Linked DNA regions of Drosophila melanogaster: region 2 is linked to region 1. A link is a contact called in public Hi-C data. All regions are on one chromosome and are shown on one strand. The core of a region is the stretch at or near the end of the contact, and the rest is flanking DNA. Distances in the headings are between cores, read along the strand shown.

What was found. A called contact is a pair of places that touch in the nucleus more often than the background predicts.
Region 2: a contact with region 1 is called in a Hi-C map of the Kc167 cell line, with 1.7 times the contacts expected there. A contact is called at or near these places in 9 of 107 Hi-C or Micro-C datasets (the D17-c3 cell line, the Kc167 cell line, cellular blastoderm embryo and 3 more).

Annotation. Positions count from the first base shown.
Region 1 is chr3L:13,639,388-13,646,395 of dm6, forward strand. The region is part of intron 4 of bru3 (bruno 3); the gene reads right to left. Among named protein-coding and RNA genes, the nearest start is that of mir-289, 22 kb to the left of the region's middle.
Region 2 is chr3L:13,899,285-13,906,292 of dm6, forward strand. dysc (dyschronic) reads right to left here and starts at 3,952. Exons shown (of 17, transcript NM_140411.5): 1 at 2,401-3,952.

The DNA of each region.
Region 1 (7,008 bases), core at 2,489-4,988:
GCACCGCACATACTGTGGCAAAATGGGCGGCTCTGGACACGCCCCCAGGCTTCCTGGCCTTAGATTGCCTTATCAGTGGAGGTCCTGGGACCGACCGAGTCCTGTCATTAGCCTCCGCATGGAAGTCTGTCGTCTCATCGCCTGCCGCTTGTCGCATGAATATTTTATAATCAGCCATTAGTTTGCGGCAATTGAAAATGATTGAAGCTTTTAACTGCAAAATTCAATTGCTTTATATAACCGTGAGTGGGCAAGTGGGTAAGTGGGGAAGTGGGCGAGCCCTTCGTCCCCTAACCGCCCATCCCCACCCACAATATGAAATATTTAATGGTGTAGTCCGGTACGGATTCGTGTTTTTTCGGAACAATCCATTAGTCAGAGGCGAGTAATTAAAATTGCGATTTATGCACGCGCATGGAGCAGAGTTGAAATTTTTGGGGGCTCTCTGCTTGCGATTGGGCTTGTTTGTAATTCAATTATGTTAATGATTGGACAGCATTTACCGTATTTACATTAATGCATAATGAATGAGAGGAGCCAGGCCCAAACTGCAGGCGGTACTGGTGGTGCTACTATTTTTTGTTCGCCCCGCTTAATTGTAGCTGCAGCTGGAACTGAGGGTCCGCTAAACACGGCCAACGGCAATTAAGTGCATTTCTCTGTCTGACCGAGGGAATGCTGAATTTCGCCCACACCATACTCGGCCAGACCAGTCCACTTCATCACTCTTGGCCAGACAACACACAAATGCGCTTTTGCTTTTGCTCAAAGCTCAGCTGGATAAATTAAGTGGTCGATGAACTGAAGCCTTGTTGATTTTATACGCCAATCGCCATGTTGTTGACAGCGGGAAAGGGGAGATGTGGTGACGCCGCAGAATTTAAACCAATGTTTAACCGAAAAAATGTTCATTTAGTCGCACGTCCTGCGAGAAGGATGCTCCTCCTCTAGCCGGTCCTGACGAATGATTGATGTGGCGTGGTTTAATAAATTGGAAAATGTTTTCAGCTCAACTTGAGACCACCAGCCATCTCAAAGGCAGGCAGCTAAGCTAAATGCAGGTTGTGCCCTCTTAAAAGCACTATCCCTTCCCATTCGATTTTCATTTTTTCCTCGCATTTTTTTTTTGCTGAAGGGTTTATCACTGCTGGAAGCCCGCAGCTGGCTGCCACATCAATTGGCTGACTTTGACTGCAAAAATCAGTGCAGTCTGCACATATACGTATACGTATACGTTATACGTACGTATTGATCAGGCCAGTCAATGCCGTGTTGATGAAGCCTGGCCCGCTTTTCCTCTTGGTTAATGAACTTCTGGCCATTTATGAAGCGGTCGAAACTCTGCAAAAGGATGTGGAAATTTCTGAAAATTTAACTTGTGCCTCGGCCAAGCCACATGACTGCCCTGGATGCCAGGATGCTGGGATGCCCTTCTAAGGCATCTCTGACTCTGCACAAAAGTCTGGCTAATTATTAACGCCAGAAAAAGACTTGCCCGCAAGCCCCGTTTTACCCAAGGCTTTTGGCCGCGTAATTAGCGCACATAATTTGAAATTTAAATGTTGCCAAAAGCCGAAGCCTTTGAGAGTCAAAATGTTAATTAAATCTGGCTCTCTTCCTTGCTTTCTGCTTTTTTTTTCTATTTTGGGTGGTTAGTGGGTTGGACTGGGTGCGCGGAATCAAAAGATGCCTGCCTCGACACAATTAGCCTTCACAATTGCTTATGACAAAGTGTCCTTTTGGGTGTGGTTGTCGGGTGGCAAGATGTTGCAGTCGACAGTTGAGAGTCGACAGGCGCCAGTGGCAACGTTAAACCGCAAATTTTAGCGCCCCAGCAAGTCGGGCATGACGAGTTCGAGGGGTCAGGAGGTCGTGGAGTCGAGGGGTCGAGACTAGCCGCAGTGTCGCCGCCTACGCATATGCAATGCCTGAAAGTGCCAACTTGGCCAAGTGCTTTGTGAACCATCCCCCCATGCCAGCGTTGTTGTGGGTGGTCCTTTTTGGGCGGGGGGCTATGATGGGTGCATGGACCCATAAACTGCGTTAGTTTATGATGCCCAAGCGCTAAGTGAGCAAAGCGAAATACGCAGAGCGACAGGGACAGAGATCCAGAGATCCAGTCAAGCCGTAAGTGCCTTCCTAAAATCCCCAACCTCCAACCAACTCGCACTCTCAATCCCCCATCCATCCCCATGTGCAATTAGAATGCGGCGCATTGAACCAGCCGGAGCACAAAAAGCCAGAGACCGAGCTTTCAGAACGCTTTGGTCAGTGGTGTGTTGTTGTTTTTATGCATTCGATGGCCGAACTACATAAAACGGAACAACGAAAATGCAATTAAAACTACGTTTTATGGCTTTGTTATGGCAGCGGTCGCCTACAAGCCCGGACTTTCGCCTTTTCTCTTTGGAGCACATGAAAAGCGATTTTTATGATGCTTTCTCCACACTCTGGCGACGATGATGATAGTTTGGAAAATGGTTTCGAATTGAGTGGCCCCGGCAACTTTTGTTGATAGAAAAGTAATATTTTATGGGGTTAGCTTGAGGGTAAACTGAACTGGATGGGGAGTGTTAGGTTTTGCTTATTGAAAACGCCGCTCGCTGCGCTTCATCTTCTCTAACAAAAATCATCAAAGTTTTATGCAAAAGTTTTTTCGTGCTGCTGCTGCTGCTGCTGCTGCTGCTGCTTGTGGACACAGATACTCGGCGAAAGACTTTCTCTCCCCCAATCCCCGGGTGGAGAAATTTGTCACTGGCAAAGCACCTAAAAGTAGACAATGTTGCCTCAAGCATCTGTCATGTGTGCTATGGATGGGGTCTGGGGGTTGGGGCGTGGTAGTAAAAAGGGTGTTCCAGGATCCACCAGCTGGAGGTAAAAGCAAAACAAACTAACGAGCTAGCAAGCAAAACAATGGCTTGTAGAGCAGCTCTCTCTGCGCTCTAACAACCTGCCATAACTGCAGCTTAATCAAAAGTTTTTCACTGCCTCCTCAGCCACAGAGATTCAGCTTCGGCTGGAGGGCAACCAACCATCCAACCAACTATATCTTCCTCCGTGGTCCCGCTCTCTGCTACTTGCTCCTTGATCCCTGCTCCCTGCTCCGTGTTCCTTGCTCCACCATTTGATACTAATCAGTGGCTGCTTCTTCCACTTTTTATGCTGTCTGGTCTGCTGCCTGGGCCACGTTCAATGGGAAATATCTATATTCTTTATGTAGCTCGATGTATGAAATATGGCAAGTGTGTATTATGGTTGTTGCAGGGCTTCCTTTGGTGGGAGTTTGCAATTAGCAAGTGGCAATTAAAGTTCTGGCATTGAACCTTGGCCATGGAAGAATGTTTATTGGTTCATATATTATCCGAATGGGCCAGACAAAAGCTGTTAATAAGTTCGAAAAGTGGAGAGATCGAACGAGAGGAAAATCATCTATTAAATCTTAAAGTCTAATCCTTGAAAAAACCCATACCGCACCTGTTTGCTCGTTTCCCAACCCAACTCAATGCTAAATTTCATTCAAGACACGACACTTGACTGTCGTATGACACTTGAGCTCCTGCTCCTGTCCGTCAGCCGGCGGTTGCCCCACCCTGCCACTTCCACTGGCACAAAATATGCAAATAAATTACTAATAACCTCAGAATGTAACCCTTGCACGGAAGCAGTTAGAATTTGGTTGGCAGGGGGTGGACGAAAGTGGAGCGGGTGGTATTCCTGATTCATAATTCAAATTTTACGCCGCAATAAACAAAAATGCCTAAAATTATGCAACACAACGCCCATGAACATTGCTGAGCAAGTCATAAATTATGTAAATTTAATTTTACGCCCCCCACCGCGGCATCTGTATATATGTACAACGATATATACGAGCTCATACGTATGTATATGGCCACGCCCACAGTCGAGTCAACCACAAAATTGTAAAACGAACTCTCGTCCCGCGATGAAGAAAGTATAGGGAAAAGAACGTTATTATTATGTAAATAATTAATGGCGTGTAATTATCTAAATTTCGGACAATTAGAAAAAATTAACACACACCGACAAAACGAACGGAAAGAGGGAAACACGCGGCAAGGCCAGAAATTTATGACATTTTTATTATACAACGAAATGTGTAAAAAAAAGAGAGAGATATGGAAATGAAAGCGAAACTCCGTGTAGACCATGTCCTTTCGCTGGCTTTCCCCGGTTTCCGTTACACATTTAACGCCATTTTAACGCATGCTAATGACCATCTAAGCCTGGTCCTGCCCCACAAAAAAAAAATTACTTTGTTTACTCTCGAAGCGAGCATTAAAGGAAACCCAGAGAAAACTAAAACGAAATATGGAACAAGGTGTAGCCCTTTGAAAGGTTCGCCATTAATTAGCCAAACTTCGAGCCAATGTCGGGTCAGACAAACATTAGTTTTGCTAATTTATTAGCAGCCAGAAATGGCCAATGAAAGCTAATCAATACTTTCGTTGGGCAGACGAGCCTCTTTCAAAAATTACTAATTAGCACGAAAAAGGACGAGTCAGTCGCTTTTGAGTGCGGTGCCCAATTCACACGGGGTAAATGTTATTGACTTAGATTGCGTAACCATTTTGTTGTAGCAGACAAGTTGATTTCTTTAAGTCAAAAGTTCTTAAAATCAATTTTAAAGGTGTCTAAGAGTAGGCAAATGAAAATATTTGGCAGCCTTTCGTATAAATTCATCGTTTGTACAAATTCTTTTTATAAAAAATACACCATAATAGAGAAAATGTGATTCCTTTTTGTTTATTTGTACTAAAACTAAGTTAAAGTTCGTTTCCCTGCGTTTTAATTAAAATGTAGGCCGGCAAGGAATGCTCAAATTAGATTTCTTGGCTTTCAAGTGGCGAAAATTTAAATTCCTGTGATTTCGGGGCGATGACCCAATTGATTTTTTCGGCTTCGGATGGGGGCGGCATTAAAAGCATACCTTTAAGGGCAATCGAGAAGAACGACCCATCCCTCAAGCCATCACCATACCATCCCAAATCCATCAGTTTGTGAAACGGCAACATGGAGAATTTTTGCTGCATACCAGCAGGCGCGCTAGAAATGCTTACAAATTATATAAGGCTCCGGAGAATGATGGCTAAAGGGGTTGGGGTAGGAGGTGAGGCTGAGCCCAAACAACGCACTCAACTGTGAAAATGTCTGTTAAGGGCAACAAACACGCACTCATGTGTATTTGCCAGTATGTGTCAGTGTCTGAGCGTGGGCTACCTAGCCTGTCAACAGAATGACAGTATATATAGTATATATACCTAAATTTATACATATGTGTGGGCCCATACGCATACACACACATATTTTCCATCTGCCCGTGTGCCCCGCCTTGGCCAACTGTCAATTGAGTTGGCATGTTGGCAGCCTCTTGACTTTCAGTCTAATGCGAATTCCTCATAAGCATGATAAGCATAAATATCCATTTGGACGGCTACACAGCCGCCCCGTAGAGTGGCAAAAAAAAAGTTTGATTGAAATATTGCCAAGTCAGGAATCTGAATTTGAACCTGAATCCGAATCCGTAGCCGGATCCTCCGGCCGTATATGCGCCGCACTCTTCTAATGCCCGGCACGTATTTTAATTGATTCGTGCCGCACAAGGAGCCGCAGGAGTGGCATCAGCGGCAGCTCATTACATGTCATGAAGAAGCCGCCGCTGCTTCTGCTGCAGCAAATTGAAAAACCCATGCCAAAAAAATAAATCAATGGCAATGCAAACAGGCAAACACAAACACAAACGCAAATACAAACGCAAACGCAAACAGAGCAAAAGGATACTCGATATTTGCTCTACGGGTTTGATGTCTGATGATGATGCTCCATTTATTATTAACTTGAAATGATTTCGGGCAGTCGGAGCCCGCTTTGCGGTCCGCACCCATCTTCTCGGCGAGGTGACGACGCAGCGATTGAATGCACGACTGCATCACTGGCATCGTGGCATCACTGGCAGGACTCATAGGACTCGCAGGACTCGCAGGACTGCATGTATCCGTATCGCCAGGTCTCGTCGCCGTATCTGTGTATCTCCGCATCCGTGTATCCGCCTCTGTGTGTACACGTGTGAGTTCAATTGGAAAATCGTGTGCGGCATACGGCAGCGTGTTTTTGTAAATAGCAATCGCGTACGTTTCTCAGCAGGCAGCGTGTGTACACTTGAAAATGTATCTCTGGCACACACTCACACACTCACATTGAACGTGTAACTCACATCGCCGCCGCGGCAGTTGATGAAATCAGGCGAATTCATATTTCATATTAAATTTGAAAAGCTCTGCCCTGAGGTGAGATAAAAGGATATGGGTAGGGAATCGGGGGAAACAAAAGCTAAGAAGGATAATAACCCAGCGGTAAGGCAACGTATACGCACAGTGAATGGAAATGGTACAAAAATAATGCTTTAAAATGTTATATTTTTATATAATTACGGTAATACACTTTGAGTTAAGTTTTAAATTAATAAGCAAAAAGACAAGATAAACAACTTTCAATGCAACAAAAAATTCTTTTAAAGAAGATAGCTGGATGATTTAAGAATCTCTTAAATTCTGATCATGTCCAGCTTAGGGAATTATACATACCCCCAAAAAGGACCCTCTCACAGCCCTAATTCTTACCCATTTCTGGCCACATCATGCGTCCCTAATATTCCCCTCTTCAAGGCTCTTTAAATTTAATTTTCGACGAGAAAATGCTGTGTGCTTAGCATACAACACAAAAAATAAACCGCTTAACATGGCTTTGAGCAGTGCAAATAGCACAAACGCATAGAGCGCATGCAAATGACAACACGACACGCCCACACGCACACTCGCACACTCATGCACATGCACACGCACACGCTCGGCGCTCGAGTGTGTTTGTGTGCGCATAAGTGAAGTATATCTTTGTAATCCGAAATGCTCAAGGCGTGCAAATATTCAATTTTAAATATGCAGTCCCCAACCCCAGGGCCCACTCCCCTGACCAAACATTAAAATAAAA
Region 2 (7,008 bases), core at 2,702-5,201, 260 kb after region 1:
GAATGGTCCTTACTTTATCAAGACCTCCTTGCGACCCAATTCAATGGCTAAAGGTGAGGGAAACTTTCTTAATACAAGATACTCAAAGGACTTGCACACGGTCATACAAAAAGAGACGGAGTCCGACATTCAATTGCCACCTTACGGCTGTAGGATTTGCCATTTATAATGTGTGCGTCTGTGTGTACGCTTGAGTCCTGGCAAACTCAAACCGAAAGTCTTAAGTGAATTAAGAGGAAAACTTGCAACATTTCTAAGGCGACCCTAATTCACCCCCACACCGCATGTCCTCCATCAAGGTTAGCCCACTTAATGAGCTCTTGAAGTGCTCAAGCTTGAGTTTGCTAAATACATATCTACGAGCATGAACAAAAAAAGGATTATTTGATATGGCAGCCCCGCCTTCCGTTTAACGATATCCTTCTGACTGGACACCTGTGTCTTCGTTTGCCACCTTCCTTCCTTCCCCTCATAGGCTCCAAGATTGATTGTTATGCCAGCGAAAACTAAAAAGCAGTAAGGGCTCGGCTCTCTTCCATACCACTTGGTTTTGCTTTAGTTTGGCTTCGGCCACTTAATGACTGCCAGCCAAAAACTTGTGGATAGTGCGAGGTCAGGGTGTGATGTGCGTTCCGGGAATGCCAGGAAATGTCACCCACACCTTGAGATATACCATAAAACAATTATTGGAATTTCTCTCTTTCACCTTCGCTTTTCGGTGGGTAGGGTTTTTCGGCTTATTTTATGATGGATGTAATTAAAGTTGGTGACTGGGGAAGTGGGTCACGTAACTTCAATAGCAGATAGCAGATATTTCAGCGTAACCGCTTCATGGGTTTACAATCTGAGATGCCTTTCATAATATAAAAAATTATGATCTTAGGGAGATATTACAAGAATTGATCTTTTTATGTAGGCAACCTTTTAATTATAACGCAAACCAAAAAACCTCACCCACCTTGACCCAAAAAGATAGTTTGCCTTATCACTTTCACAAAAGCCATTATTAACGACACAGTGTCAACAAAAATTTCGAGTAAGATATTAATAACCTAAAAAACACACTCGTGGTTGACACTTGGTCTGAGACGAACACGGGCTGAGGCTAAGTAATAACTATTTAATGAGTTTCTGCCACAGCTCGGTGTTGGGTAGAAGAAAGTAACTTGGCCGTGAACCAAGTGCCAACTGCCGTCATCGGGAAAACATTCCATCCACTGACGCCATTTAATTAAAATTTGCCCCTAATTAATTGCCGAAAAGCGGAAGCGCACAGCCTGACAGGACATTGGGTGTACTAGGCGTATGAGTGATGTTTGCCTATTTACATCAGCTCCCATTTGATTGGAGCTCAGCGCACTAATTGGAAATGAAAATTTGATTTCTCACATTTCTGTGGTCGGCACAGCTATTTTGCATTTCGCACTATTGAATTCGACGGCTAAATTTTACCCACTGGCATGAATTATTAGTATTATAATACGTTGGACAACCGAAAAGTATGCAACACTTTTGTTTTTTGAACGATTTTTTTTTTGGTTCGCTGCCATCATTTTTGCTCTGCATAATTGATGGCTGAGCTTTTAATTGAAACTGAGTTGTGGTTATTATGAGTATAACGAAGGGGACGTGTCCGAACGGTTCGCGGAAAATTTATGCAAATTAAGATTGCACTGGGGGCGGTTGCAATTAAAGCCAAATTGCTGCGTGAAGAGCGGAGAAAAAGAATAAAAGTTCTGTAATTGAAGAGCGTTTGAAGGGTGCGAGTACCGAACAGGGCTTGAGATAAAATCGAGAAGAGCGTCCTTGAAGAATTGAACGTTTTTTTCCGGCAAGAACTTGTTAGTCCATAGGAAATTTGTAATTATTTGTAGAAATAGGAAGGTGTGGAACTAAGACTTAGTAACCTACATTTAAAAGAACTTTAACTGCAAACCCTTTTTTGGGGATATACACGAATTTGTGCAGTTAAGCCAATTAAAATTAAAATGACTTCTTATAAAATGTTCTATTCACTTTTAAATTCGATAACTGTCTGAATGTATATGGTATTCTCCGTTTTAGTTTCATTATGATAAATAAATTATAACCCATATCTTCATGTCGTATTATTGTTTCATATAAACGTAAAGTTAAAAAAAAGGATGTAAAGCTATGTGCTGAATAAAATAGCAAAAGGAGACCAATAATATTACTTGAAACAATGAGACTACTGTATTCACTGTATTCTTGTGACGAGTTTTGCAACTTTTTATTTAGCACACTTTTGCGGACCGAAGCATTCAGACCTATCGCCCATTCAAAACTATAAACACAATGATTTATTATACGTATATCAAGTCCTTTCACTGCACCTTATTTGTGCCTTATCTGTGTTCACAATTTGGGTTGTATGCTCACCTGTTTGGAATTCTAAGGATACATTAAAACTGCCGTTGCTCGGGCGCGGTGTGTGTGAGTGTGTGTGTTGGTGAGAGGCGGCCAGAGGAGCCTGTGTGTTGGCCAGTGTTTGCTGGAGGCCCCTATTGAATGGATTGTGACACGACCGGACGCTCGTCCTGTCCGCAACACACAGTTGTCCTGCTGCCAGGCTTCCTGCAGCAGTCAGCTGATGCTGATTGTGACGCTCCTGCTGCTTGTGGCATGCAAAAAGTTTTCCCTTTGAGTTTTCCAGCGCCGTCCGCCCGTCCGTCTCTCTCTCTCTGTCTGTCTGTCACTCTTGCGCTTCCTGCCTCTCGATGCCGCCACGTTGGGGCGAGAGTGAAAGTATTTTTTTTTTTTAATTTTTTTTAGGTTGCCTCTTTGTTGTATTTTATCGTGGTGAATTAAGGTTGAGGGTGCTACTCTCTCTCTCTCTCGCCAAGCTTTCTCCCACGCTCAGAGAGCTAGGCACATTTTCTGGTTGAGTAAATTGTTGAAATAATATGCATGATATTCGCCAGCCACACAGGGACACTTTGGTTGAGGCTCATAGATAATATTTAATAATTTTATTGATGATTCTTTCGGTTTTATATTCTTATAGCGGAATTCAGTTGGCAAGTTTGGCTGTGTTATGTGCCGAATAGTTTCTGCTCTCTTTACGCCTATAATCTGAATACTCCGTATCCCGACCGAGCACTCCGAAACCGAAACCGAATTTCGGACTAACGACTCCGAATCGACTATCGTACGTGGCGAATTTGACGTTTTGTGTAATTTAACCTTCTGCCCTACTCTTCTCGAATGCGTCATCGGGAATCGCGTAGAGTGGAGTTGAGTCGAATCGAATCCGCTATTTATTTGCTTAATATTTTATTTGGCACCCACACACGCGCACGCACACTTTGTTGCACATGTTTGCATTTTTGCTGGCATATAATATTTTGGTTTTATTAAGCATACGCCATGTTGTACGACGCGGACCCTCGAACAGCGAGTTGAGAGCCTTGGCCAGAAGCCGTCAAGGTTATTATTTCCTTGGTGTTTGTCTCAAAAAGTAACCCTCATCTGCTACTGTTTCATTTATTTTTTGCTTATTTTTTTGCAACCAATTTAATGAAGGACCCTTCTCGTTGGCTCTAGTTCAGCCTGTTCGTCGCTGTATCTACATGCCCCGTGCATGTTGACAAAAAAAAATTGTTGAAGGAGGAAAATCGTTTCACACATTACACACAACAACACGGAAGAGGCAGAATTGCCCTGTCTCTTTCCTTCTTTCGCTTTAGACAGCCCATAATTGGTGTACTTCCTTAACTGGCATTTCAAAACACTTTTTATTTCGATTTTATCGGGGTTATTTGGCTGAAGCCTTTTGCAATTATTTTGTAGCCAACTTTTTTCTTTTCCACGAAGCGCGATTTGGGCTGCGATTTTGTAGTTTCTTTCCCTTCGCTCTCTCCTTCTGTATATTGTTTTATTTTTCAGCGGAGCTCCGCGTCTTGACCGTTTGGCTCCACTTCTCCGACTACTTTGAAGGCTTCGCTTCGTAGAGGCCTCGGCCCAAAAGCTTTCCCCGATTTTGTAGGCTTCCGTGCAGCCAAAGAGAGCAACGCACCGAGAGCAGAATCCCCGCCGAGACTGACTGGCGACGTCCTGGCGAGCTTCGTGCTTTCTCCCTCTCTCGCGTATGCTGTCCCTACACAACAACAAAATTTTGAATATTAATTAAAATTCTTATTTTTTATGTCCTATGAATTTTGTATTATCACAAAATGTATTCAGATTTTTTTAAAACATTTTGAATTTGGAAACGAAACTTTTAAAATAATTATTATATTTTAAATCGTAGTTTTGTATCCTTTATTGTAGGTAATATTGTTGTTTAAGGATTAATGAATACATTAACATTTTATTTATTTTTCTGAGTGCACCTCTCTCTCTCTCTGGCCCTGGGTTCTAGGATACTCTTGTTGGTCTTGCACTCAAAGTTTGCGTTGTTTGGATTTTGTTATTTTAATGTTCACTGAGCAGTCCCTGAAGAGATGGACGAGGGGAGGGAGTCCCAGGATAAAGGGAATACCAGCGAGGGGGTGTGTATTCTCAGTCTCATTTCCAGTGTGCTTTTTGAGGATTTCTTTCGTGTAATTGTTTTCGTTACGTTTGTTACGTTTGTTATGGGCACCAGGTCCACATGCACCTAAAATGTAGACGTAATTGTGCACTATACAAAATTTTAACATTTAAGGGTCATTGCCCTCCCAAATTTAAATTGATTTTATTAAAACGTAGTATTAAAACAAGTATTTATATTAGTCATATAACATAACATAACATTGCTTATTAATTTTTACAGCTATAATTTAAAAACGCCTATCAGAATATTTAAACGAATTCTATTGCTATTACAAAGTCTTAACTATAAAAGAAAGATAATACCTAAAGCCTAATTATATTCCCAATATGGGAATATATATAACTTAATTTCCCGTAGTGTTCATACATAGTTTAAAATTTTTCGAAATTGTAATATCAATGCCAAATAAAAATAATTGAAATAAAATGTCTCAAATTACAATTGCTCGGCTTAAGATCTCGTAGCTACAATGGCTTAATGCAACATTTTATTGAAGCTTTTTCCCAATTAAGTGTCTTGGTGTAGCCATAAAACCCATCCAACAAACCCGCGCCCATCAAAAGCCTTCCCAGCTACCCCAACCCGTGCATTTTCCTTCGCTTTACTCTCCATCTCGAATTTCCCCGAAGAGAGGGAAATCACTCAATAGTCCGAAAAGCGAACTGAGGCCCATGCGATGAGACCCAATAGAACCAGGTAATGCCAGAATTTGCAGAAAAGCTCTCTCCTTGACAGAGTTTCCTCTCTCTCTCTGTCTCTCTCTCTCTTTTGTTGGGGAACTCTCCCACGCAAGAACTCAACACAGCTGGCAAAGAAACGTCAAAAATGTGTGACAGGAGCTGCACGATGAGGAAGAAGCAGAGAAGGAATAGTTTGGCAGGTAGCACAGGTCCTTTATTCTCTCTCTCTAGGGAGGCTGTGTGTTGGTGAGTGTGTGGCAGAGAGAGTGGGAAATGGGCGAAGGGCACTAGTGTGAGTGAGGGCCCGACACGTTGTTGCATTTTCGCCTGCCTGAGAATAGCGCTCGAAAGCAGGCAACTGAAAATAACGACATGATTCCTCTGGCTTGAAGTTTATAGAGGATTGCAGAAAATAGTAAATCATTTGATTAACCATACAAATACTTTCATATTTAAAAATCGATTTTTTAAAATATTGTAATATTTTATTTTAAATGCTTTCCATTTTTTTTAATATTATTATTAGTGTTTGATGAAGCACAGGTATTACTATTAAAGATATCACCCGTATTTGATGAATCGGATCGCAAGGGTATTTAAGTCACCTGGCATGAGTCTTCGTTTTAAGTTTCGTGTTTTCCTTTTTGTGTTTGGCTGTTTTTTGTTTGAAGGTTTCACCTGGTGTCGATGGAAATGTACACGTGCTATATAGTGGGTATATGGTCGAGGGAATCGTTAAGGAAGAGGGTGTAACCTACAAGGGGTGGGGGCTTGTGTATGGCGTGGAGGAATGGAGAAGGCCAAACTAGACTGTCGTCATGATACCGCCAGCCCTAATCCCCCTCTTTCTTCTAGGACTTTCTAATTGAATTTCTTGTTTTGACCTGCAGTTGTGACCCTGTCTTATCAATTTTCTTTGTGGGTATGTGTTGAATTATGTCATTCCAACTGCGTCATTGTGTCTGCTTGAGGTTATCGATTATTCCTTCTCAGTTATGACGAAACGCTTTTGTACGCTAGAAATTGCTTTTACCTCCTTCACTATCCCCCATCCTCACTGGTTTGCTTCCGTTGCACTGAAAAAAATACAAGCATGCGTTATCAATGATTTGTTCAAATAATAGTAAATTCGACTATCATTCTGAATCTATAATAAATCTATCAGATTTAAAAACCATAAATTAAAATACTTAAACAATTTAAATTTATAATATTTAATGAAATTGTGGTAAGGATTATGTGACTTGCTTCTTAAAATTTAATTAAAATCATCGGCTTAAACTAAGTAGTGGGCATTGTACAACCGATTTGTTTATGATTTTTTTCTGAGTGCTCATGACTTGCACAACGATGACGTCATTGTTAACCCCGGAGCTTTCACTATGTTCACCTCCTGCTCACCGCCACGCCCCCTTTTGGCAGCACTCGACTTAGATGTCACCACCCACTTTTCAGCCCTTTTGAGCAGCCTCAACGTCAAGTCAAGTCAACTTATTTACATTTCCATTTGATGCTTGATGCGGATTTTCACCGACTAGTTTGAGAAAGTTTGTTTTTCGAGAGCTTTTCAAGTTAGTCCCGATGCCCTGCCACGCCCCCTTGCCCTTACATCCTCAATTTGTTTGCCTCTGTGGGTTTTATTATTGCGGAACGAGATTATTTATTTTTTGTCATTGAAGTGATCTAATTAAAGTTTGTGTCGGCCCAAAAATTATACGCGCCGAAGAAGGGGTAAGGAAAACGAAATTTGTTTTCAGCGAAAGTTTGGAGCGG